Regions from separate parts of the Mus musculus genome. Here regions 2, 3, 4, 5 and 6 are each linked to region 1. Evidence: chromatin contacts called from public ChIA-PET, HiChIP or PLAC-seq and promoter capture Hi-C data. All regions are on one chromosome and are shown on one strand. Each heading gives the region's core, a stretch centred on a gene start, on an enhancer-like site or on the middle of the called end of the contact. The rest is flanking DNA. Distances are from core to core; before and after follow the strand shown. Region 1 holds the start of Blm (Bloom syndrome, RecQ like helicase). Region 2 holds the start of Zscan2 (zinc finger and SCAN domain containing 2). Region 3 holds the start of Ngrn (neugrin, neurite outgrowth associated). Region 4 has its middle 11 kb from the start of Gm45202. Region 5 holds the start of Nmb (neuromedin B). Region 6 holds the start of Zfp710 (zinc finger protein 710).

Region 1 (3,646 bases), core at 827-3,326:
AGCAGAGGCAGGCAAATCTCTGAGTTCAAGGCCTGGTCTACTGAGTAAATTCCAGGACAGCCGGAGCTACACTGAGAAACCCTGACTCAAAACCACCCCCAAAATAATATTAATAATAACAAAAACAATAATAGCCAGAGTGACAGAAAGACATTATAAATGTAATGAGCATTTTAATGTTTGTTTTGGGTTTTGGAGACAGGGTCTCATATAGTCTAGACCGGTCTCAAATTTACTATGCACCCGAGGAAAACTTTCAACTTCTGATCCTTCTGTCTCCACCTTCTATGTGTGTGTGGATTATAGGCTTGCTCTGGGAGGTAGCTTGCTTCTAAGATAGTCTTTATAAAGCTGCTCTTAACTTTCCATTCTCCTGTCTCATTCAAAGTGCCAATTGGGGTCATAGGTGTGAACCACCAAAATTCCTAGTGGCAACTGATCTTATTCTACAGGAAAGCAAGATACTCAAAGGCTTTTAGGCACAAAATTATACAGATAATTTTTCAATTACTTTGAACCTGGTAAGACAGAAAAGGCCTGGGAAGATGGCTCAGTCAGTAAACTGCTTGTAGTATGAACATAGGGACCTGATTTCAGATCTCCAGAACCCACTTAGAAAGTCAGGAGTGGTAATGTGCATCTATAATGCCAGTCCTGGGAGGCTTGCTAGTTTAATCAGTAAGTTCCAGGTTCAGTGAGACTGCCCCAAACACTAAGATGGAAGACAACTGCAGAAGGTACCTCTGGTCTTCTTGCACATTAACACACACACACAAACATGGACAAGAACATACTCCTATCTCCATTCCTGACAAAAGGTAAAAATTTAGAAAATAGAGCATGTCCCTCAACCAAGTTTAAGATGCTACATTCTGTCCAGCAGTGGCAGCCATTGCCTTTAATTCCAGCACTCAGGAGGGAAAGGCAGTGGAATCAGGGTTCGAGGCCAGCCTGGTCTACAGTGGGCTACACAGAGAAATCTGTGAGTCTCTTTTGCAGAAGTACATATTTCACAGTATATACACTTTAAATAACAGGGATGGTGACATGGGTCTGTAACTCAAGCACTTGAGAGGTTGAGGCTGAAAAGATCATGGAGTCCAAAGTCACCCTCAGCTCTACAAGTTTGAGGCCAGACGGGACTACAAGATCCAAAACAAACAAACTGGTACTAAATCCCTATCTTGGGAACCTAAAAATCCCACTTCATCCAAGCAAAGTTAAAGTGACATCCAAACAGAATAGCAGTCAGGCTAACAAAATGTTGACTCAAGCCGGTGTGACGTCAACTCAGCACTGGATGGCTGAGACGGTGTGACGTCAACTCAGCACTGGATGGCTGAGACAAGTTCCTTCCAAGCTCAATTAAATGTATTACTCCCCAGGCGTCTGCCTCTCTCCTTCTCCTCCATCTTGTCATCTCTCGATCAGTCTTTCCCACCCCTACCCCTTGCTGAGGTAGGAGAGCTGTGTATTTAAAGGCGACACCGGAAGATGGCAGGTTCATCTCAGTCACCCTCACCCGGTAACCTATGACAGTTAAGAGGGACTGGGAGGAAGCCTGGGGCAGTGAGATAGGCTTCAGAGCTGGGCAGGTCCTATTCAAACCTCATCTGGCATCCAAGCCCGCGCGCCCTTTCGGCAAACGAGGTCTGAGCTCCTGCTTCTCCGATTAAAAACAGGGCACCTCCACCTCTTCTGGCGTCTCGAAAGCATGCATTGCTACGAGGGGTCGTTGCAGCACTACACAAACTACGGGAAGCAGATGAGCTAATTTCTCGCGTATGACAATCAAGGCCTTAAGGAAAGTGTGGACAGTGAGACTCGAGCCTCGGCCGCCTGACATGGCCTTTTCTGGGTCACCAGGTCTCTACTCCGGTCTGGGCTTCTCGCCACAAGCGAGGCTCGGAGAACCTGGGACGGATGACTGGTGAAATGGCCAAGGCCTCGGGCTCTGTTAGTCGGCGGAGCCACCGCAACCCAGCGCGCGCCGAACTCACCTCACTCAGGCTTACGTCGCGCCGGGCGGAACCACCATCCAAACTCCGCGCGCCGACACGGCCCTCCTGCGCCCCGCGCCGCACGCTCTGCGCGGCAAGAAGGATGATTCTGATTGGGTAATCCCTGAAGGATCTAACCAATACCGTGGCCTCTGGCTCCTGGCCCCGCCCCTAGAGCTGCTGGGGCGGTATCCCCCGAGCACGTACTACTAAAGCCCAATCCGAATGCAGCTGACCGGTCAGGTGATTATGGCAAACTACCTGGCTTCCGGCGTAGTAAGGCTTTGTTTTGTTTTTTGTTTTTTGTTTTCCTAGTGTAGGGAAAGGCGCCTGAAGCCCAGTCTGTGGCATGGTAGAGATTTTGTGATGTTTGAAGACAGCCGAGGCTTGCTAGTTCCGGTAAATCAGGCGAAGCGTCTGTGGGCCTCTTCTTTTGGATCTCACCCTCTATTCTTGTGAAACTTCGGCGGTTCTTCCACTGCTGACTGTCATTAATCGGTCGCAAGCTCAGATACTTCAGCTGGCATGCAGATGCCGAGGGTGAAGCTTCAGTTCTAGTGGGTAGCTTCCACCATGAATGCAGCCCGGTGATGCCTGATCTTCTATTTTTGTAACTTTTAGTTTTTTTGAGACCGGACCTTACATAGCCCAGGTTGGCCTCAAACCTCCACCAAATTGTGTAGGAGAAGCTGACCTTGAACTCCCGATCCACCTACTTACACTTCCCAAATACTAGGATTACATATTCCACCAAAGTGGGCTCTTGTTAATTTTTTTCTCTTCCAACCCTGTCATCTGTCCTTACCCTCTTTTTATTTTATTTATTTATTTATTTATTTATTTATTTATTTTGGTTTTTTGAGACAGGGTTTCTCTGTATAGCCTTGGCTGTCCTGGAACTCACTCTGTAGACCAGGCTGGCCTCCAACTCAGAAATCCACCTGCCTCTGCCTCCCAAGTGCTGGGATCAAAGGCGTATGCCACCACTGCCGGACCCTTTCCCTCTTTTAAGGAGTAAATTCAAACTGTTACAACAATATGGAAAACAGTACAAAGGATTTGAAAGATACTAAAAGTTACCTCATGACCCAGAAACATCTCCTCTGACATATACCCAAAGAAAATTAATAAATAACTTCCTAAAGCTATCAGCTTTCCCTTGTTCATTGCTGCATAATCCACAATAGCCAAGATATGAAAATAAGCTGTCAGGAGAAAGACGGGAAATGCACATCAGAATAGTAATTAGCCTGGTAAAAAGAACCAGATCTTTCCATTTAGGGACATTATGCTAAGTGAAATAAGCCAGACACAGTAAATTATTATTGCATGATCTTATATGTGGGATCTTTATAAAATTTAAATATTCATATCTAGAGAAAACTGGTGGAGAGTTGTGGGTTAGAGGACACATATAGTGAAAATACCTAGAGATCCAAAATACAATATGCAAGTTCTATATATTGCATTTGTGCTAAACTATTATGAGTTACAAAAACCAAGGAAGTATAGCTGCAGATGATGACTAGACTCATGTGTTTCATTATTGTAAATTTCTTACTATCTATATGTGTCTGCATCTTTAGGCATCCTGCTGACAAACTGATAAAATGTTTTTAAAGCTGCGTCTATGTAGCCCTAGCTAG
Region 2 (3,715 bases), core at 625-3,124, 330 kb after region 1:
TATCATTTTAAGTCAGAAGAAATGAATTTATTTTGCTGTGTGTATGTTTGTGTGTGTGTGTGCGCGCGTGCGCGCGCGTGCGAGCCAGAGTTACAGGGAGTTGTAAGGCACCCATACGGGTGCTGGGATCTGAACTCGGATCCTTTGAATGAGCAGGAAGTGCTATTTACCAGTAAACTATCTCTCCAACATTCAAATTCTTTCATTTGATAGACTACGAGAAAGCAAACGACAAAATGAGAAAACAACAGTTCCTGGGTCAGCGAGATGGCTCAGTGGGTAAAGGTGCATTTTATCGTAGACCACGGAGGATATTGTTTATCACTTCTCCCTTAGATTTCCTACCTGAGTGTCCAGGTAGTTACTCTCTTGTTTTTATTTAGTATGGATCCCATGGAACCAGGCCCACAAACTGTTGTGAGCTGTAATGTAGGTGTTGGGGTCTTCTGCAAGAGCAGCAAGTGCTCTTAACTCTTACGCGCGCTCAACTGGCCAGGAAGAACGACGCTGCAACAGGATCCTTCTGCACACGTTTATTGGGAGAGCTTGATTGTAGAGGCGAAAAGACCCTGAGCCCAGAACTGGTGCTGCTTACATAGGCCTAGGAGAGGTGTGTCTCACATCTGATTGGTTAACTTGTCTTGGCAAAAGAACCTTCACTGCCTATGTATGTGTAGTGGCCAGCAGTAGCCAACTGCCACTCTGCAACTGCCACTCTGCAACTGCCACTCTGCAACGGCTTCCCACACTTAACCACTGAACCATCTCTCCAGCCCCCAAGTCAAGGGTTTTAACTAGAGCGAGTAAGGGAGTAAAAGTTTGTATGCTCTTTGGGAAGAGAGCAATCCGTACAGAGTAGGAATGGCTGTGTCGGGGACAGAAGTGGGTTTAGATTTATCCTTTATCTGTTATCCTCTCCCTGTCCCTCCATTAAGGCGGGCACTAAAACAAAGTGGCACACTTTTCTTGGAAGCTCATTTCACCCAGTCTTGGGGCTTAAGTGCCCTCAAAGCTGAAAAGTTCACTTGGTGAAGGGGTAGCAGGCACTCCATGCATACTCTTATCTAGAGATACCCTGAAGCCAGTTGAAGCTGAGCCAACTAGTAGACCACTACCATCTATTGCTGTTCTTTACATCCTGTTTTGGGGACCTTGAGATGACCCATCTGGAAGGACCACTATTGTCCTTTGTGTCCTGTTTTAGGGTGCCTGGGTGGTCATTCCCTCCCAGAGCTAACCTCTTGCCTAACTGTAGGGCAGGTTCCAAGGAGCCGACTATAGACTAGGACTTACAAAGCAGAAAGAGCGGGGCGGGGCTTTCGTGAAGACGCAAGAATACCACGTGTGAAAACAAAGGGGAGTGCAACCCCGGAGTGCAAATGCCTGTGCGTAGCTGCAAATTTCCAGGAGAGGTGCGAACTTGGGCCAAGAGGAACTTTGATTGCGCAGATTTCTTCTCTGCTTAGAGTCAGCTTTTGGCTCTCGAGGGCTCATTTGCCACTCAATTCTCAGCTGAAAAAGACTGATACATTCACCCAGCTTTCATTTTTTATAGATAAATACACGCGAGCTTTAGAGAATTGGCACTATCTGTCTCAGGTGAAAGCTTTGGGCAGTACTAGAAGACAGACAGCTAGTCCTGGGTCGTCCTCTGCCTCTGATCCGGAGGCATTACTTACGGCTATCAAACCCTCTGTTCGCTCAGGTACAAACCACCCCCCCCCCCGTCTCTGGGTAAACTACATTTCCCGCAATGCATCGGGTGGAACTTCCCTCCCAACGCCCATCTGGACGCAGTTTTCACCAATAGTGGAGCAGAATTTCAGGAACTGTTGTGGACAGCCAATGAGAGTGGCCATGGGCGGGCCTCTCCCGTCCATTGTTCTCTGTGCCCCTTGGGCTTGAGCTGAGGTGAATCCAGAGGGGCCGGGCCGGGCCGGGCCAGACCGTGGGGTGCTTTTGCGCTCAGAGAGATAGCGGGAACAGGACCTGGTCCCTGGAGAGGCGAGCGGGAGAGGCAGGTCAGGAGCCGCGCGCCCCGCGGGGAACAGCCAGAGAGACAGCGAGTAACGGGCCTGGAGCCAGCTCAGGGCAGTTTGGGGGAGGGGCGTCGGTGTCCGCGCCCGACGGGCTGGACGCGCAGCTCTGCGTCCTGGTTCTTCGGAGCCCTCGAGGCTCCGCTCACACCAGAGCGCTGGGTACGCGCAGCCTAGGAACGCAGGCTTTACACTGGGAAGGGATGCTCGACGACATCCCACCGAGCCGCCTCCTTGACCAGGTGGGGAAACTGAGGTTCTGAGGGGGCGTGTCGGAGCCAGGCTTAGCTAATAAGCTGTCTAGGTTCAGTGTTCCCGGGATGTCCAGGAAGAATTACGATGTATTTGTGTTTCACGTAGTCATTTTGGACAAATTGACATTGGGAGCTTCAGTTTTCTTTCTGTTGTTGCTGTTCTGTTTTAACTTTTGCTATTTTCATGGGGGAGGGCATGTTATCTGATTCTATGGTGTAATGATTTTTTAAAAATAAATATTCATTGCTTTCATAATACTTAAATAGTTTTTAATTCCACTGCTTTGAATATTTTGTAGAGCTACTACTCAGATCTAGGTGTGTGTCCCCCACACCCCCACCCCCCGCAATGATCCCCATGTGTGTTCATTTAAAAAGGAATTGGGCAGGCAGTAATCTCAGCACTCAGGAAGCAGGACAGGCAGGTCAGGAGTTCGAGGCCAGCGTGGGCTACATAATGAGATCTTGCTTCAGAAGCAAAAAAATAAACAGAAATGTCTGTACTGAACATGTAGGAGCGTTCTCGTTATTATTCCCAAACAGTACAGCATACCAACTGTTTACATATTATTTACACTTAAGTATATGTTGTCTAGAGATGATTGAAGGTATTTGGTACACCATTTTATATAGGGGCCTTGAGGAGTCCTGGATTCTGGGATCTGGGAGATTATCTGAGGGCAACCTCCTTTGAAATATAGCACTAATGACTTGTAGTGAAGCTGGGGGCACCTTGACATGCGATCCATTAGTAATCACTATGATGTTCCATATGATAAGGATGAGTGTTATCTATTCATTAAGTGGTCACTGAGGTTGAATGACTAACCTCTTTGTTAGGTCACAGTCTCTGAAGGGAGTCTGAACTGACTTAGGGTAGGATATGTCAGTTCTGTTTCTCTCAGCCCAGATCACTGCATCCCACTACTCTTCCTTTGGTCTTCTGAAAAGAGCAATGCTGTGTATGTGTGTGGTAGTTATTATTATTATTATTATTATTATTATTATTATTATTATTATTGGGTTGCTATATCCCCTTGTTGTCTTTAAATATCTACTAGGTGTTTCTACCCCACTTCAGACCATATTGTTCCCAGATAAAAGACACAGAAACCTGTAGATTCATAATAAGCTTAAAAGCATTAAAGTTGGGCTATTTTGTCTACCTCCCAAGGTATCACTTGCCATGCTCTGCCTGGGCCGCTTCTACTCCATCAGGCCAGCCCCTATAGCCATGGGCTCATGAACTACCTCCCCCATGGCCACTTCCTTCTTTCTTTTTCTCTCTTCATGGTCTCTACCTCAGATCCCAAGCCTGGGAACCTTTGCTCCACCCCCTGCCTTCTGCCCAGTCATCTCTATTGGCTGGGATAAGTTGGGGGGTGGGGCAAGGTTTACAGAGCATCATTTGGTGTATATGAGACC
Region 3 (3,681 bases), core at 744-3,243, 270 kb before region 1:
GCTAGTAGCAAACCTGTTGGGCCCTCTGTTTTTGATGAACCCCAAAAGAATAACTAGTTAAACAATGGTTATGGCCTAGGAGAGATTGTTTTATTTCCAACACTCTATCCAGACTCCCAAGAAATATGGTAAGGGGCTGCTCTTCTCCTCTAGCCTAGATTTCACCAGGACGGGCTGAGCAGTCAAGAACTGCAACCTGTGAATTTGGTCCCATTGGTGCTTCTGAGAGGGGCTGCCTCAGAGCAGATCCCTCCTCATTTCCTGCAACCACTTCGGCCCCACGAGTTGATCCCCAGGATCTTAGGGCCGCTATCAAGCATCAATCCCGCAATTGCACAGCATTCCCGGTACCATCTTCAGCCCAAGAACTTCAACTGGATAGGAGATTCAGCAGCCACGGGCCCCTGTTCATTGTCAATGAAGAAATCTGGGAGGCACTATATTTCCAGCTCTAGAGTCAGGCTCACTAGCCGTAAGTATTCAAAAATAGCCTTGGTCACTTTTGACTGGTGTAAATTCCTAGTAGCAAATGTTACAGCTGGGCTGCTCCTAGGATACAAAGTGGCATTCCTGGTAGTATAGGCATGGGGGGAAGGCAGTGGACCCGTTTATTTACTTGCTTCTATCTAGTGACCCTGGTGATAGAGATGACAGACCAATTCCAGCCCTCAACCAAGGTTAACAGGGAAATGGACATGTAAACAGGCTAATTAAGATCCAGTGTGGTAGAGATGCTAGAGGGAAGCATGGGATGCCAGTCTTGTGTGTTACTGGAGCACAGATGGGAAAGAGGTGAGAACATCTCTTTTGTGGGTACTACAACTTAGTGGGGGTCCATGTCTCTACTGCAGAAGGCCAAGCCAGCAGAAGGCTAGAAGCCATAAACAGAGCCCTGTCAGGATCAGTGCCACCCACTCTAACCCCAAGGCAGGGCTATCTTCTGCAGCCCAAAAGACAGGAAAATGGCTCATGGACTGAATGCTGCACCTTGCCCTCCATGGTAAACTCTGAACACAGAGGAAGCAAGGCTGGGGATCTTCCCCTATGCCCTGCCTCTGCACCAGTACTGCAGCATTCCAGCCCACTCCTCAACATCATCCAACACAGGTAAAAGAAGGAAAGCCCAGCACTCAACCAAAACAGCAAATGGTCTTCAATCTTTGCTAATTGAAAGACTGCCAACAAGTTCCAGATTGAAAAGCTCTGGCCAGGACCTTTGTTTGCAAAAGGCAAAAAACACGGAGACACCAAGAGTTCTTCAACATTCTAAGATTCTTTGGGGATCGGTAAAGACTAAAAGATGAAGAGCTAAGGCCAGCTTGTATGCATCGCTGCTCACCAAGCCTTAGGCTGAGTTTATCCCTAAGCGATGGGTCTGAACCCTGGGTATGGCTTGGGGCTGGAGGTCACTGGGCAACAAGGAATTCCTTTCCCGGAGGAGTCAAAAGCGACTACGGTGTAGTCGCCATCAGAAGATTGCTGAGGGTACGCCCTTCCTGCCACAGTGGCAGAATCAGGCAGGCCTGGGCAGCCTGTGCCAGAGGGGCGGCTCTGGGCAACTGAACCCGTCTTTTTATTAAAGTTTATGTCGTTTTCCAGGCGCGTGCTGTACCTCCTTTCGATCCTCCCGTCTGAGGCAAGCTCTTCTCATAGTTACAGCAGGGACGCCCAGCCCAGCCTGGTGACTAAGGCCTGTAGTTCCAATTACTTAGGAAGTTGAGACAAGATGATGAATTTAAGGCTAGGACAATTTAGACCGTTTCAAACATTTTTTCCTTTTTAATGGCTAGGGAGATAGCTCAGTGGCAGTAGCTTGCCTAGCATGTACAAGGCCCTAGCTTGGCTCCCCAGCACCACAAAACCAAAATCAGCAGGAAAGGGTGGGTAACTGGACAATACAAGGACAGCCCCCGCCCACCCAGGAAACGAAAAGCGTAGGATACCGTCTAACTTCCGGTTATTCCTTTCTGCTTCCGGGTTCGCCCTCCCACTTCCGGTGCTTTCCGGTCGCGAGCTGTAGATACCACCTCGCGTCGCAATGGCGCTCTCTCTGAGCCTCTTTTTGGGCGGTCGTGTCCGCACCTCTCTCGCTCGCTGTGGGTTCGCGTCCCAGGTCATGGCGGGCCCGGGTTCTGTCAGCTGCGAGCCGGACCCCGATTCCGACTGGGAGCCGGAGGAGCGGGAGCTCCAGGAGGTGGAGAGGTACCTGCTTCGTGGCGAGCCCTCAGCCTGGAGTTAGGCTTCGCGCCCCGGCGTTCCATGCGCCCCCCCCCAGCTCCGGGCGTCCGGCAGCCGCGTCTGCACAGGCTCTAGTTTCTTCTCATCCGTTGTCTAGGGCACAGGGGCAAGTGATCAGCTCCCTTGACACCCTAGGTCCCGTTGCTTAGTGACGTGTTTCATCACCCGTTAGAGAGTTCGGCATGCTTACGTTCAGGTGCTGTAGGTGTTAGGTTTCTGGGGGCAGTGCACCCAGAGTGCTTTAACCTGGCAGACATGCGGTCAGACGAGAGGGCTGAGCTCTCCAAGATTTAGTTGGATGCTTTTTGAAACACTAGTCTTGCTTCCAAGCTCGGCTTTTGCCATTGGTTCTTTCCCCCAGCGCTTTGAAACGTCAGAAAAAAGCAATGCGATTCCAGAAAATACGAAGGCAAATGGAGGCTCCAGGTGCACCACCCAGAACACTGACGTGGGAAGCCATGGAGCAGATCCGGTGAGACGTTGCTTACAAAATGGGATTTACCTTTTGGGGGATTTTAAGTATTTAGTATTATTGCCTTTAAAATAGAAAGCGTCATAATAAGGAACTTCCTAAACCTGTCCAGAATTTTGTTTGTTTTGCGATGCTGGGATCAGCACAGGGACTTGCTTATGGTCCACTGAGGTCATCACCTCCTAAGGACATACCTAGCTTGGTAGGTACATTATGGACAGTTGATTGAAGTTTGGAAAGCTCTTCTTTTGAGGCAACCTCATGTAGCCAGCTGACCTCCAGGACACTGTAGACAAGGATAGCTTTGAACTCTTGTCTTCCTGCCTCTGCCATCTGAGTTTTGTAATTGAGATTAAAAGTATGTACCAACGCTCCTGGATTTTTATTTTATTTATGTATTTGTTTATTTATTGACAAGACCGCTCTGTAGACCAGGTTAGCCTGGAATTCTTGGGGCAATTCTGACTCTGCCTCCCAAGTTCAGGGATTACACTGTGTATGAGTCACTACTCTTACTTGAAAGGCGTCTGAAACGAATTTTCTTTAAGGGGGCTGGAAAGATGGCTCAGTGGCTCAGTGGCTAAGAGCACTGACTGCTATTCAAAAGGTCCTGAGTTAGCTGGACATGGTGGCGCATGCCTTTAGTCCCAGCACTTGGGAGGCAGAGGCAGGCAGATTTCTGAGTTCGAGGCCAGCCTGGTCTACAGAGTGAGTTCCAGGACAGCCAGGGCTACACAGAGAAACCCTGTCTCAAAAAAAAAAAAAAAGTCCTGAGTTCAATTCCCAGCAACCACATGATGACTTACAACCATCTGTAATGGGATCTGATGCCCTCTTCTGGTATGTCTGAAGACAGATACAGTGCACTCATAAAATAAATAAAAATTTGTTTTTTGTTTTTTTAAGATTTCTTATTTATTTATTATATGTAAGTACACTGTAGCTGTCTTCAGATGCACCAGAAGAGGGCA
Region 4 (3,707 bases), core at 271-2,770, 390 kb before region 1:
TTAAAGGTAATTGCCACGATACCTGCCTGCTATGTATATTTGCACAGTTAAAACAACAACAAAAATAGTCATCCAAAACTCATAGCTAATTGGAGCTAGAGAGATGGCTCAATGGTTAAAAGCAACACACATACACACACATACATGGCAGGTGGCGGGCTGGAGAGATGCTTCCGTGGTTAAGAGCACTGATTGTTTTTCCAGAGGTCCTGAGTTCAATTCCCAGAAACCACATGGTGGCTCACAACCATCTGTAATGAGATCTGATACCCTCTTCTGGTGTGTCTGAAGACAGCTACAGTATATATAATAAATTTAAAAGGCTAGGAATGGTAATATATGCCTTTAATCTCAGCACATGGGAAAGTGAGGCAGATGGACTTCTATGAGTTCAAGACCAGGCAGGGCTACATAGTTAAGTTTGAGGATAGTCAAGATTACAAATTGAGAGCCAGTCTGGAAGGGGTGGTTGGGGGCAGGAGAACAACTTAAGTTGTGGCAAGAGGACTGCAAGCTTAAAGTTTGAAACTTTGAGACTAGTCTTGGCTACATAGCAAGATCCTACTCAACCCACTAACAAAAGTCACAGAGGGGGATGGGGGGGGGGGGGCCAGGCCAGTGAGGTGAGTTAGTGATATGGTACTTCCTGCCAAAGCCAGTAATCTGAGTTCCATCCTCAGAACCCACTCTGTAGGACAGAACTGACTCCCTAAAGTTGTCCTCTGACCTCCACACTCCACAAGAAGACTATGGACACACACATACATACATGTAAAATAGATAAATATATGTAAAAACCAATCGTGGCACCCTCTGGGCTGGGTTCTCTTGTTTTGCATCTCCCCCGTTCTGACTTTCCTGTTGTTGAGATCTCTCACCACTGTCTTGCAAGCTGTCCTTCACGCAGCTACTCAGTTCCTCCTGTGTGTAACCAGCTCTCTTCAACCGCGTCCTTGGCACTTCCCCTTCTCGGCCCAACTGGCTGATCGAGATATTTTCCCAAACAAAACCTGTTCTCACCCCGCTAAGCACATTGCAGACTTGCCATCTGGTGTCTATGTGGGTCTCCTGAGAAACAGATGAGTGGGCAGCCACAGCTGAGATGCAGATCGTCTCTCTACCAGCTGCCAGGCTGAGAGGAGACCCACGGCCTCAGGGGTGGGGGCCGGGGCGGGGGGCCGGCTGGGGAAAAAGTGCATAAGGCAGCCCCTGGAACGCAGTCCCATCTCTCTATAGTGGGCCAGACCTCAGAAGGGCGGGGCTGAAGGAGGAAACAGAGAGACTTAGGTAAAGTGACCAGTAAGTTCAGATAAGAAAGGATTCAGTCTGATCAGAAAGATGCTTGAGGCGCAGAGTCCTGGAGCCAGACAGAGCCGAGTGGGGTGTGGTGAGAAATGGGAGAAGAGACAGCAGGAAAATCCCACCTTTTTTAGAAATGCTAAGCTTTTGAGGCAGGGTGCATCTGGAGCGGTTTCGGGGAGGAAGTTAAAAAGAAGAACCAGAGGACAAGAACACACGCCAAGCCTGGAAGGGAAACAGATGCCTTGCAGGGATCCCTCTCCAAAGCAGAGGCAAGAAAAGGGAGGGCAGGAGTGTTTCCAGTGAAACCCGCCACCTGAGGAGCGCTCACCAGGCCAGGCAGGAATGCTGGCAAGAGCTGACAGGTATACCTGCTTGAGACAGGCCAGACATTGTCCCGATGCTGCGGCCCACAAAACACAACGCGCAAGACTCACTGTGATGTTAAATTGTCTACTAGGACATTTGAAAGGGTGAAAGAGGGGTATGGGGTGGCATGGGTCTGCCTTCCCAGCATTCCAGAGGGTGAGGCAAGAGGAAGATCAGAGATCCGCCTGCTTCTGCCTCCCAAGTGCTGGGATTAAAGGTGCTCATCACTTCACTGGCCCAGTTTTTTTTTTTTTTTTTTTTTTTTTTTTTGGTTTTTCGAGACAGGGTTTCTCTGTCTAGCCCTGGCTGTCCTGGAACTCACTCTGTAGACCAGGCTGGCCTCAAACTCAGAGATCCGCCTGCCTCTGTCCCAGATTATTGTTTTAATTATTGAGACAAGGCCTCACTGTATAGCCTTAGCTTGTCTGGAGCTTTCTATGGACACCAGGTTGGCCTCAGACGTACAGAGGTTCACCCTTGCTTCTGCCTCCTGAGTGCGGGGATTAAAGGCGTGCATCGTGCACACACACAGCTATTGTTTTATTTTGAGACAGGAATTTCGTGTACTCCAGGCTATCCTCAAACTCCCTGAGTTGGGAAGGATGGTATTGAACTTTTGATCCTTCTGCCTCCACCTCCCAACTGCTGGGACTCCAATCGAGGGTGACCACACCCAGTTTTCAGAATACTGGAGATGGAATCCAGCACACTGCACATGCTAGACAACCACTCTCCTCCCTGGGCTACATTCCCAGTCCTACACTGCCATCTGGGAGGGGTGTTCTCTGTATTGCCCTGGCTGTCCTGGAGTCCAGGCTGGCCTCGAACTCAGAAATCTGCCTGCCTCTGCCTCCAAAGTGCTTCGATTAAAGGTGTGTACCACCACTGCCTGGTACAATCTTCTGTTTGAGGAGAGTATTTTAGCAAAGTGTGCTGGTATACATCTTTTAAGTAGTAGCATGTGAGAGAGCCTGAGGCAGAAAGATCTCTGAGTTCAAGGCTAGTCTACACACTGAGAACCTGTTCCAAAAGAAAAAAGAAGCTGGGCATGGTGGCACAAACCTTTAATCCCAGCACTCGGGAGGCAGAGGCAGGTGGATTTCTGAGTTCAAGGCCAGCTTGGTCTACAAAGTGAGTTCCAGGACAGCCAGAGCCACACAGAGAAACTGTCTCGAAAAATTAAAAAAAAAAAGAAAAGAAAAGAAAAGAAAGAAAGGAAAAGAAAAGAAAAGAAAAGAAAAGAAAAGAAAAGATAAAAGAAAAGTGCCCATGCCTTTAATCCCAGCACTTGGGAGGCAGAGGTAGGAGGATCTCTGAGTTCAAGGCCACCCTGTGTGTGACAGGAGGTGGGACTCGAACCCACACCTGGTCTACAGAACAAGTTCCAGGAGGGCAAGAGCTGCACAGAGAAACCCTCTCTCCAGGAAAAACCAGCCAATCAACCAACCAACAAAAGAGCTAGTCCTGTAATTAACATGCTTGCAATTTATTTTTCTCCAAAAACCCAGTGTATATAGTCAATAACCGAGTTGCCCATGCCTGGGAGCCTGGCGAACTTCCCAAGTCTGACAAATTTTCCATGTAACGTTCTCTGAACCTGGCCACTTAGAACCGTGATACAGTGGATGTGGTAGCAGATGCCTATATATAACTGCAGTGCTCGAGAGGCTGGGCAGAAGAATCACCGAGTTCAAGGCCAGCCTGGGCTACATAGTGTGTACATAGTGAATCCCATTGCCAGCCTGGACTACTGAGGGAGTCTTTGGGGGAAAAATAAAAAGGGTGGAGACTCCATGCAGGGCTGGGATATCTAACTCAATGGTAGCACACCTGCCTCTATGAGGCTCTGAGTGACATCCTTAGCACAGAAATAAAAATAACGCACTCCGGATATTTATCCACATTCACAGTTTGTCCTTTCCTCCAAGGCTGGAAGTTGTTATCTGTGCTGAGCGAGTACTTCCACCTTCTTGCGGTTGTTCTCTGATAAGCTCCAATTCTGAGAAAAGGTTTTCGAGGCCACCGGAAGTACAGAGTAT
Region 5 (3,780 bases), core at 274-2,773, 370 kb after region 1:
GAGGCATTTGGGACTGCAGGCAAGTGCATTGTTCTTGGTCTGCAGGGAATCTTGGTTATCACAACTTGGTGAGAAGGGAATGTGCTACTGGCCTCTGGCGGGTAGAGACCAGGGATGTGCTAAGCATCTCAAATGCAAAGGACAGCCCTGCAGAGCCTTTACTGTCAGGAACACTGGCATTGGGAAGTGGATGGGAGACTGGAAAGCAGGCTGGTTCTGAGGTGTCACCACTGGTCACTTCCCTTCCACCTCAAGGCCGTAGGGATCACAGCTTGGGACACAAGCACAGCCTGGCATGGCAAAGGTGGGCTTGGCTAATGACAGCTGGGGTGGACAAGGCTGTGTGGCCTGGAGAACACTCTATTTAAGAGCTAGAATACTCCTAGTCTGCGACGTCAGACTGGGGATGGGCAAGGAGGAACTTTTTCCCCCATGTAGTCTGGCTGCTGCGTCATTTTCCAGTCTTTGGGATATTCCCCCTTTGAGCCCTGGGACCTTGGCTTTCTGGAATCCATTACCGTCTGGCTAGGCAGTCCCACCCTGAAGACATGCTGGGCAGCAATTCTTCCATGCTGGTACTGGGGAGGGGGCTTACCTGGATTGGGGGAGCTGGGCCACTGAAGTTCATGCCTAGAGCTTTCTTTCGCAGGAGGATCCTGAGCAGATCATGACTCAGCTGTAGTCTCTGGTCCCTCGGGGTGTTAGGGGGTGCTGTCCCCACCAGTGACAGGCTCGGGGGTTCCAGGCTCTTCTTGCCCATGAAGTGACCTAAGAAAGGAGGTGCCAAGGTACATGGGAGCTCAAGATGAGGACCCCATCACCACAGCAAGCTCTGGTCTAGTCGACCTTTCGGCTCTCACAGAGGGAAGACAAGAAACATTATCCTCAGAAGCCACAGATCTCTGGGTGGAGGCAAAGCTGACATCCTGAGCTTTTCCTGACCCGCTGGAGGATAGAAGACGGGTAGATAGCCCAGGACCAGGGAGACTACCTGCCAGGGAAGGAAGTGGAGAAGGTGCCTCTAAATGGATGCAGAGAAGACATGAGGTGAGAAGACTTGTCAGTCTGCCTAACCGACTGGTAACCGGATCTAATCTCTGTCTTAAACTTTCTGAGTGGGTTATCTTAGCCATGTCTAGGGTCTCAAGATTCCCATCTGTTAAACTTGATGAGCCCCCCGCGACTGCAGGAGCTCCGCTACCAAGAGCCTCCAAAGTGTTGAAAAGGAAACTGAGGACCAAGGAGAATGAGGCATGCTTATAGGGGGTCCCCTAACACTTACCGGTCGCCCAGAGGTTGCCCCGAGGGTGCACTCGAATCTTGCTTGCTCGGCTGCGGGGCTCCGGGAGATCCCAGTTGAAGGGAGCGACGCCGGAAGCGAACAATGCGAAGAGCAGGAGACCACGGAGGAGCCAAGAGCTCCCTGCTTGCCGGGTCATGGCTGTGCCAAACAGGCTCTTCTCTGGCACTCTCAGGATACTAGTTCTCGAAGCCCGCCTTCCAGCCTTTTAAACTACAGTCGGGAGCGGAGCCTGCCTGAGGAGCGGAGCTCGCTCCGCCCCAGAGCCCCGCCCCGCAGGCTCCGCCCACACAGCCTTGCATCCCGGTTTCTCCTAGAAACCCACCACACTCGCGTGCTTATGGCATCGTCCCCAGCAAAGGTGGTTCCCAAGGCCACCAACACAGCTTTCTGTGTTTCCATCAAGTTGTTACTTCAGCCCTCAAAGCTTCTCCTTAAAGCTAAAGCAGAACAAGAAGCCCTGCTTTTGGCAGTCTATGTGTTTGGCATCATCCCGCAGAGGAACTCAAGAATCCTGTCACCTCCTGTCTCAAACCATCTGAGCCTTGTTTGCCCTGCTTTGTGCTCACAAATGGCACACACTGGATAACCTGGACAAGTTCTGTGCCCAGAACGGGGACAGAATTATGGGGAAGGGAGTGAGGAGCTGCCTCCTAGTAGTGGTACCCTTTAAAGGGCCTGGCTTATCATACTGTAGGTCAGATCAGTGGAAAGATTGCTGGGCCAGATGACTTCTCTAGTGTAAAACGGAAATAACCATACTACTTGTGGAGAAGCAGAACTCTGCCTTCCAGAGCTGTTCTTATTGGTCTTGGAAAGTATCTTCAGTCATCAGTGGCATCCCTGAATGATCAGGGGCAGATATGTGCTCCGACCCAGCATTGTGGGAGGGGCAGGAGGGGACACCAATTTCCTGTTCACAAGAGTTCACTTACTCATTAGAAACTAAGTCAAGGAGTGACTGATGGAATAGAGTATTAGGTCTTGGACCCTTTACTGCATCATTTGTGCTGCCTAGCATAATCTTTTTATTTTGTTTGGGACATGAGCTATGTAGCTCTCTGTCCTGGAACTCCTACATAGAACAGATTGAGTTGAACTTATAGCAAGCCTCCTGTCTCAGGTTCCTAAGTACCAGATTATAGATGTGAGCCACTCTACTTGGTTTGCTGTCTTTACTGGGTCAGTTCTTACCTTCTGCTTTGTTTGAGACAGGGTGTCCTTCTTTCTGCTGTCTGTCATATAGTCCAGTTTAGCAGGCCCACAGATTCTGGGTTATTCTCCCATCCATCTCTCTCATCTCACCACAGGAACACTGATTGCATGTATGTGTCAGTACATACAGTTTGTCATGTGGGTTCTACCAATCTGAACTTAGCTCAGCCTTGTGGCTGCAAGTGCTTTTATCCACTTCGTCATCTCCCCAGCCTACACCTTACTTTTTGAGGCGGGGTCTCTTGCTGAAACTGGAGCTCATTGACTCAAACCTGGCTGGGCAGCAAGCCTAGGGACCCTCCTCTCTCCACCTGCCTAGCGCTGGGATTTTAGGTGCTGGCCCACACCCCTGGCTTTGCGTTTGGTGCTGGGAATCTGAACTCAGTACTCATACTTGCACGGCAAGCACTGCCTAAGCTTAGCCTTCATCCCCCAGGCCCAGGGAAGTTTTCTGAGGCCGTGTTACTGAGGTTCTGGAGTGTGGCACACGGGACAGTGACAGTCCATTTCTGGCCCTGGCTTTTCCCTTCAGTCTCCTTGCTTCTCACTTCCAACCTGACATTCACACCTCCCTGCTTTCTTGTCACAGCTTAGCCATGGTGTTCAGATATAGCTCTTATCACCTTCCCATACTAATCTTCCCTGTGTGGCTGCCTCCCGCTTTTCTGCATCTATCACATGCTCAGACTGTCGCTTTGGTCCATGGACGTAGAAACCAAAGGAAACAGTATTGACTTTAGTGAGTGCTGACTTCCTTAAATGCTTGAAGGAACTCACCTGACAAGCTTCTCTCTTATGTCACTGTCAGAGATCACCTCAGAGGCTTCGTTACTTGTCATGACACCTTTGGGGCACTGCCTGATGTACCCAAAGCTTTGAGAACACACACAGCTCCCCCTAACACATGCACGCCATTTTCCCACGCCTGTATCCGCTCAGCACCGGGGTGAGTTTTGAGTTCTCTGGGGGCAGAGCTAGTGACACTACCTCTCCCAGCTCACTGCTCTCCTGCACGTGACACTGAGTTCTGTTCTCACAGGCTCACGGATCTGACACACACAGCAAGCCAGGAAGCTGCTACTCAGTGAAGAGAGCGAGAGCCCAGGATGCCGGGAAGCCCTGCAAAGTGGGCAGGCCAGGCAGCGGCCCTAACTGCACGGAACCTTGGTGCACGTAAGGTGACAGTTACACACTGAAGTAATATTTTCAGCCCCAAAGAGGGTTTCTAAAAATGTTTTGGGATTTTAGAGACTTACACTCACTGT
Region 6 (3,989 bases), core at 348-2,847, 510 kb before region 1:
GCTGGGGGGAGGGGAAGGAGTGGCTGGTCCTATCCCTGGGAGGCTGCAGTCATTGGGGGAGAGACAATGGGGCTCTGCATCTGCTCCTCGCTGGGAGAAGGGACCCTCCAGTGAAAAGCCAGGGAGAGCAGGGAAGTGTGGGAGGAATTGATGAGAAGGGGTGGAGCCAAGGAGATGCAGCCCGGAGGAAGGAGGGAAGGGGAAGGAAGAGCGCAGGGAGGGGAGAGGATCCAGGCTTCCCTTCAGCTCGGTGACCTGGTCCGGAGCCACAGCTTCCCTCGCTTTGTCTGGGCCCGCCGAGACCTCACGTTTCTCGCCCAGCTGCAGCCCCAGTCCAAGGGCCAGGCATCCAGCAGGTGCTCAATACTTACTTGGGAAAATAAGAAATGTGGCCAACTTTGCTCTGGGAACTTTTCCCCCGTGTTGTCTCCACTCCTCTGGAGAAGCCGAAGACAGAGCTGGTCTTGGGAGCACGCCCAGGCGCCCCATGAATAATTGACCCTTGGTGGCGACACTGCCCCGCTCTGTCCGCGGGCTCCGTACCCGCCCATGCGTCGGAGTCGAGCGGCGCAGCTCTTGAGTGGCGGGTGTCCGGGAGGTTGGAGGCGGGGTGTCCGGCCTGTCCCAGAGCTGGGAGGAGGCCAGGCTATGCCGAACCCCGGGCCCCGCGGGGAGCCACAAGGGCCCAGACCTCAGCGAACGACCACGCCTCGGCGCCCTCCAGCAGTGCACCCCGGGGTCGAGCCTAGGCCCTGGGCTTGGGGAGGATGCGAGGGACCCCGAACTCCTCTGAACCCCATTCGCACCCGGGTCCCGGTGATAGCAGCCGGGGCCGTTCCCTCGAGTCTGACCGTCCAGGGCTCTGCGAACAGCTGTTTAAAGGCTCTTTACTGTTGAGGGCTCTGCGGCGACGTTTGCTCTAAGTCCCATCTGCCCACTTAAAAAATATATTAAGTGAAGAGCACCCCCAGCTTCCACCCCTGACTGGGGAGGGGGCAGGTTGAGCCCTAACCCGTATTCGGAAGGACTGGCCACTCGGGCTCCCCCGACCCCAACCCCCATTAGCTCTTATTTGGGATAGGGCACCCCAGACTTCCTGGGGGCTGCTCTCTGGAGCCCCCTTTGTGCCTGGCAGGGACAGCCCCCCCATTTCCATGCGAGGTTCTGACGCTCCCTTCTCCCCCGCTTGTTAATCTTTGTTCCCCTTTTCTGCTGAGAGGAGGGGAAAAAAAAGAGGGAGAGGGCGAAAGAAAAGAAGGAAAAAGGCGTGACTCGATTTTCAAACGAAACTCCCACAGCAAACAAAACCCTTTTAGAGAAATAAAGGAGGAAGGAGGAAGAAAAGAGGGAAGGGGAAGAAAAAAAAGAGAAGCCTCCAGGCTTGCAATTCGAGTAGGAGAGTTGCAGCGAGAGAAAGAAAGAAAAGAAGAAAAATCCTCTCTGCGGTAGAAAGAGAAAAAGAAAACTTGGGCCGAGGAGAGGGGGGTGCTGGGGGGGTGGAAGGAAGTGAGAAAACAAAAGAGAGATAAAAGGGCTGCTTTTCTGTCTCTCTTCCTCTGCGAGCAGGCTTAGGAGGAGCTGTTTAGCATCCCTTCACGTCAGCCCTGCCTCATTCCCTTCTTCCAGGGAGGGAGAGAGCGCGAGCGAGAGAGCGAGCGAGCGCGAGAGAGAGCAGGAGGGAGAGAGAGAGGGGGGGAGAAAGAGAGGAGCCGGAGGGAGGGTGGCAGAGCAGGGCGGGCGCGCGTGGAGGCGGCGCGCAGCTGCAACCCGGGCGGTGGGCAGCAGGAGCCCCCGGCCCGCCCGGCCCGGCCAGCCGAGGGCCCCCAGCGCGAGGAGCCGCGCCCGGACCCAGGGTGAGTGTCCCGCGAGCCCGCGGCCCCGCCAGCCCCCGGGCGGCCCGCGGCGGGGTGGCTGGGGGGCGCGGGGGTGGGTCGCTGCGGCCGCGGTCGACCCGCCCCCCGCCTCTCCCCGGGGACGGCGGCGCGCAGGCAAACATGTCGTCTTTTCCTTTCACTTCCACATTCCCTCATGCCGGAGAGCTGGAGCGAGAGAAGGGGAAAGAGAGAGAGATGGCGTCTGGAGGGGGGGAGGAGGAGGGAGGAGAGGGGGAAGGGAAGGAGAGAGGAGAGAGAGAGACAGAGAGAGAGAGAGAGGAGAGAGAGAGAGAGAGAGAGAGAGAGAGAGAGAGAGAGAGAGAGAGAGAGAGAGAGAGAGAGAGAGAGAGAGAGAGAGAGAGAGAGAGAGAGAGAGAGAGAGAGAGAGAGAGAGAGAGAGAGAGAGAGAGAGAGAGAGAGAGAGAGAGAGAGAGAGAGAGAGAGAGGCACAGGCAGAGAAGCAGCAAAATGAAAGGAAAGCGCGGCGGTAGCGTGGGAGGCCGGGGAGGCGGCGGCGGCGGTCTCCGGCCCGCACGTGGGTGTCGCGGCGCTCGGGGATGCTCCCCCCGCACCCGGCCCGGGACTCAAAGTTTCACCCTTCGCCGCCCCGCCCCTGCGGCTGCCCACAAACTTTTTACTCCGGGAGCGGGTGGGGTGGCCGCGCGGCCCGGCCGGCAGGGTGGCTAGGGCTCAGCGCGCAGCTGGCGTGCCGGGCGCCCCTCGAGGGCAGCGGGCGTCACCAGCGCGGGACCCCGGCCCACCTCGGTGGCCCCGTCTCCGACCTGTTGAAGGCGCACCCCCCGGGCCGGGAACCGGTGGGCAGATCCCCACGGCAGATCTCGAGCCTCCCGTGGCTCGGCCTCCCTTCCTCGCCGCCCCCTCTCCCTCTCCTCGCGGTCATTTTCCTAATTGGACGGAGCTGTGGGGCGTGATCGTCGGCGTCAGACGGAGGAGCCCCCCGAATCGGGTGGTCTTCCCTCCACGACTCTCAGACCCCACCGAGCCGGCCTCGGTGCTACCCCCCACCCCTCCGCCCCAGCTGCGGACTTGCTAACTCGTGCGTAGCGGGTTGTTGGTTTTCTTTCTTTTTTTTTTTTTTTTTTCAACTTGCCTTTTAAGATGACTTTTATGGTCCCTGCAACTGCTTCCCTCCAGTCTAAACTGTAGTTTGGGAAGATTTAAGAGGCCAGGGAGGTGCTTGTGTGGGCTTTAACTAATCCAAAACGGTCATTAATGTATCTCTACGCCCTGCGTGATGGTTCCGACCAGGCCGAGCAGTAGTCTGGGTGTGTTTTCACCCGGACACTGCAGAGTTCCTTCACGGTCTTAGCGGCCAGTCTGCCAGTGAGGGGACACTTGACCTGCGGGCCCTGTGCCCTATCTTCGAAGGGCACTCTGAGCACCTTTCTTTCCGTTCACAATGGAAACTCTCCGCCACTGTCCACCTGAAGACTTAACTAGTCCCTGTGGGTACCCCGGAAGCTCACAAAACTCCCCCACAGGTGTGCGGAGGACTTTGTGCTGTTGGGGGTCATCCAGCCAGCTTTGACGCTGCCCTCTCAGCCTTGCCTTTGTACGTGTGTAAGTAAAAAAGCAAAGTTCATTTCTGCCGAAGAGAAGAACTGGTGTATGGGAACAGGAGCGGGGGTGGGGGGTGGCGGAAGGCCCTCCTAGGGACCTTCAAAGATCCGTGGAGCTGGCCTGAGATGGGGGAGCTGGTCGTTACCGGCTTTAGATATAAGTGTATTCTCATCAAAGCTGATGGGCCTGTCTGGTTTTGATTTTGACCATCACCTTTTCACTTGTTTGAAAGCACATTTACCTTGGAGACCTTGGCTTAGTGTTTTTTTTTTTTTTTTTTTTTTTGTCTGCTCTCTCATCCCACAAGTAACCCTGGGCCGGGCACCTGCTGTTCTTGGAGCACAACCTTGAATTGATAACTTCCAGCTCTAGCCACCTTGCAGAGCTGGCTCTGCTGCCAGAGGGCACTGGGTAGAGCTGCTTTCTGTGGGGTAGGGAGAATGGACAATCTGGCCTGGTTTCCCGAGTGACCGTGTGCCAAGAGTTTCAGTGAGTTGGGGTGGGGACAGACTGTCATCTAGAGTGCCTTGGTTG

The links. Promoter capture Hi-C pulls out the DNA fragments that hold promoters and counts their contacts. ChIA-PET counts read pairs in DNA pulled down with a chosen protein or histone mark. HiChIP or PLAC-seq counts read pairs in DNA pulled down with a chosen protein or histone mark. Capture Hi-C pulls out chosen DNA fragments and counts their contacts.
Region 2: a promoter capture Hi-C map of pre-B cells shows a contact between it and region 1, with 3 times the contacts expected there. The contact joins the promoter of Zscan2 here to the promoter of Blm in region 1. A contact is called at or near these places in 4 of 39 promoter capture datasets (cranial neural crest, embryonic stem cells, liver and 1 more), 3 of 115 datasets of contacts at active chromatin or transcription factors (effector CD8 T cells, embryonic stem cells and large pre-B cells) and 1 of 9 other capture datasets (adipose tissue).
Region 3: an RNA polymerase II ChIA-PET map of memory CD8 T cells shows a contact between it and region 1, with 323 read pairs. The contact joins the promoter of Ngrn here to the promoter of Blm in region 1. A contact is called at or near these places in 3 of 39 promoter capture datasets (liver, neutrophils and pre-B cells), 3 of 484 Hi-C or Micro-C datasets (B cells, CD4 T cells and olfactory sensory neurons), 4 of 115 datasets of contacts at active chromatin or transcription factors (acute myeloid leukemia, bone marrow-derived macrophages, memory CD8 T cells and 1 more) and 3 of 9 other capture datasets (adipose tissue, liver and macrophages).
Region 4: an H3K4me3 HiChIP or PLAC-seq map of bone marrow-derived macrophages shows a contact between it and region 1, with 4 times the contacts expected there. The contact joins the enhancer-like site here to the promoter of Blm in region 1. A contact is called at or near these places in 4 of 39 promoter capture datasets (the C10 cell line, embryonic stem cells, liver and 1 more), 1 of 484 Hi-C or Micro-C datasets (B cells), 7 of 115 datasets of contacts at active chromatin or transcription factors (T-cell acute lymphoblastic leukemia, bone marrow-derived macrophages, cardiomyocytes and 2 more) and 1 of 9 other capture datasets (liver).
Region 5: a contact with region 1 is called in a promoter capture Hi-C map of liver, with 2.7 times the contacts expected there. The contact joins the promoter of Nmb here to the promoter of Blm in region 1. A contact is called at or near these places in 2 of 39 promoter capture datasets (liver and pre-B cells), 1 of 115 datasets of contacts at active chromatin or transcription factors (memory CD8 T cells) and 1 of 9 other capture datasets (adipose tissue).
Region 6: a contact with region 1 is called in a promoter capture Hi-C map of liver, with 2.3 times the contacts expected there. The contact joins the promoter of Zfp710 here to the promoter of Blm in region 1. A contact is called at or near these places in 1 of 39 promoter capture datasets (pre-B cells), 1 of 484 Hi-C or Micro-C datasets (B cells), 4 of 115 datasets of contacts at active chromatin or transcription factors (embryonic stem cells, large pre-B cells, memory CD8 T cells and 1 more) and 1 of 9 other capture datasets (liver).

What each region holds. Positions count from the first base shown.
Region 1 is chr7:80,533,043-80,536,688 of GRCm38.p6, forward strand. Blm (Bloom syndrome, RecQ like helicase) reads right to left here and starts at 2,077. Exons shown (of 22, transcript NM_001042527.2): 1 at 2,001-2,077.
Region 2 is chr7:80,859,057-80,862,771 of GRCm38.p6, forward strand. Zscan2 (zinc finger and SCAN domain containing 2) reads left to right here and starts at 1,875. Exons shown (of 3, transcript NM_001382511.1): 1 at 1,875-2,021.
Region 3 is chr7:80,259,222-80,262,902 of GRCm38.p6, forward strand. It overlaps Ngrn (neugrin, neurite outgrowth associated), which reads left to right and starts at 1,994. Exons shown (of 3, transcript NM_031375.4): 1 at 1,994-2,202; 2 at 2,600-2,710. The coding sequence starts at 2,039. Ttll13 (tubulin tyrosine ligase-like family, member 13) reads left to right here. Exons shown (of 15, transcript NM_177765.3): 14 at 154-472; 15 at 1,108-1,600. The coding sequence ends at 1,304.
Region 4 is chr7:80,142,576-80,146,282 of GRCm38.p6, forward strand. No RefSeq gene overlaps it. Among named protein-coding and RNA genes, the nearest start is that of Gm45202, 11 kb to the right of the region's middle. Within about 2 kb of position 1,521, at least 140 of the 459 cell types and tissues checked have an H3K27ac peak or open chromatin away from gene starts, as enhancers often do. A contact at or near this core is called in B cells, bone marrow-derived macrophages, embryonic stem cells and 1 more, where this site is marked.
Region 5 is chr7:80,903,539-80,907,318 of GRCm38.p6, forward strand. Nmb (neuromedin B) reads right to left here and starts at 1,524. Exons shown (of 3, transcript NM_026523.4): 1 at 1,283-1,524; 2 at 596-768. The coding sequence starts at 1,439.
Region 6 is chr7:80,024,631-80,028,619 of GRCm38.p6, forward strand. It overlaps Zfp710 (zinc finger protein 710), which reads left to right and starts at 1,598. Exons shown (of 5, transcript NM_175433.5): 1 at 1,598-1,853.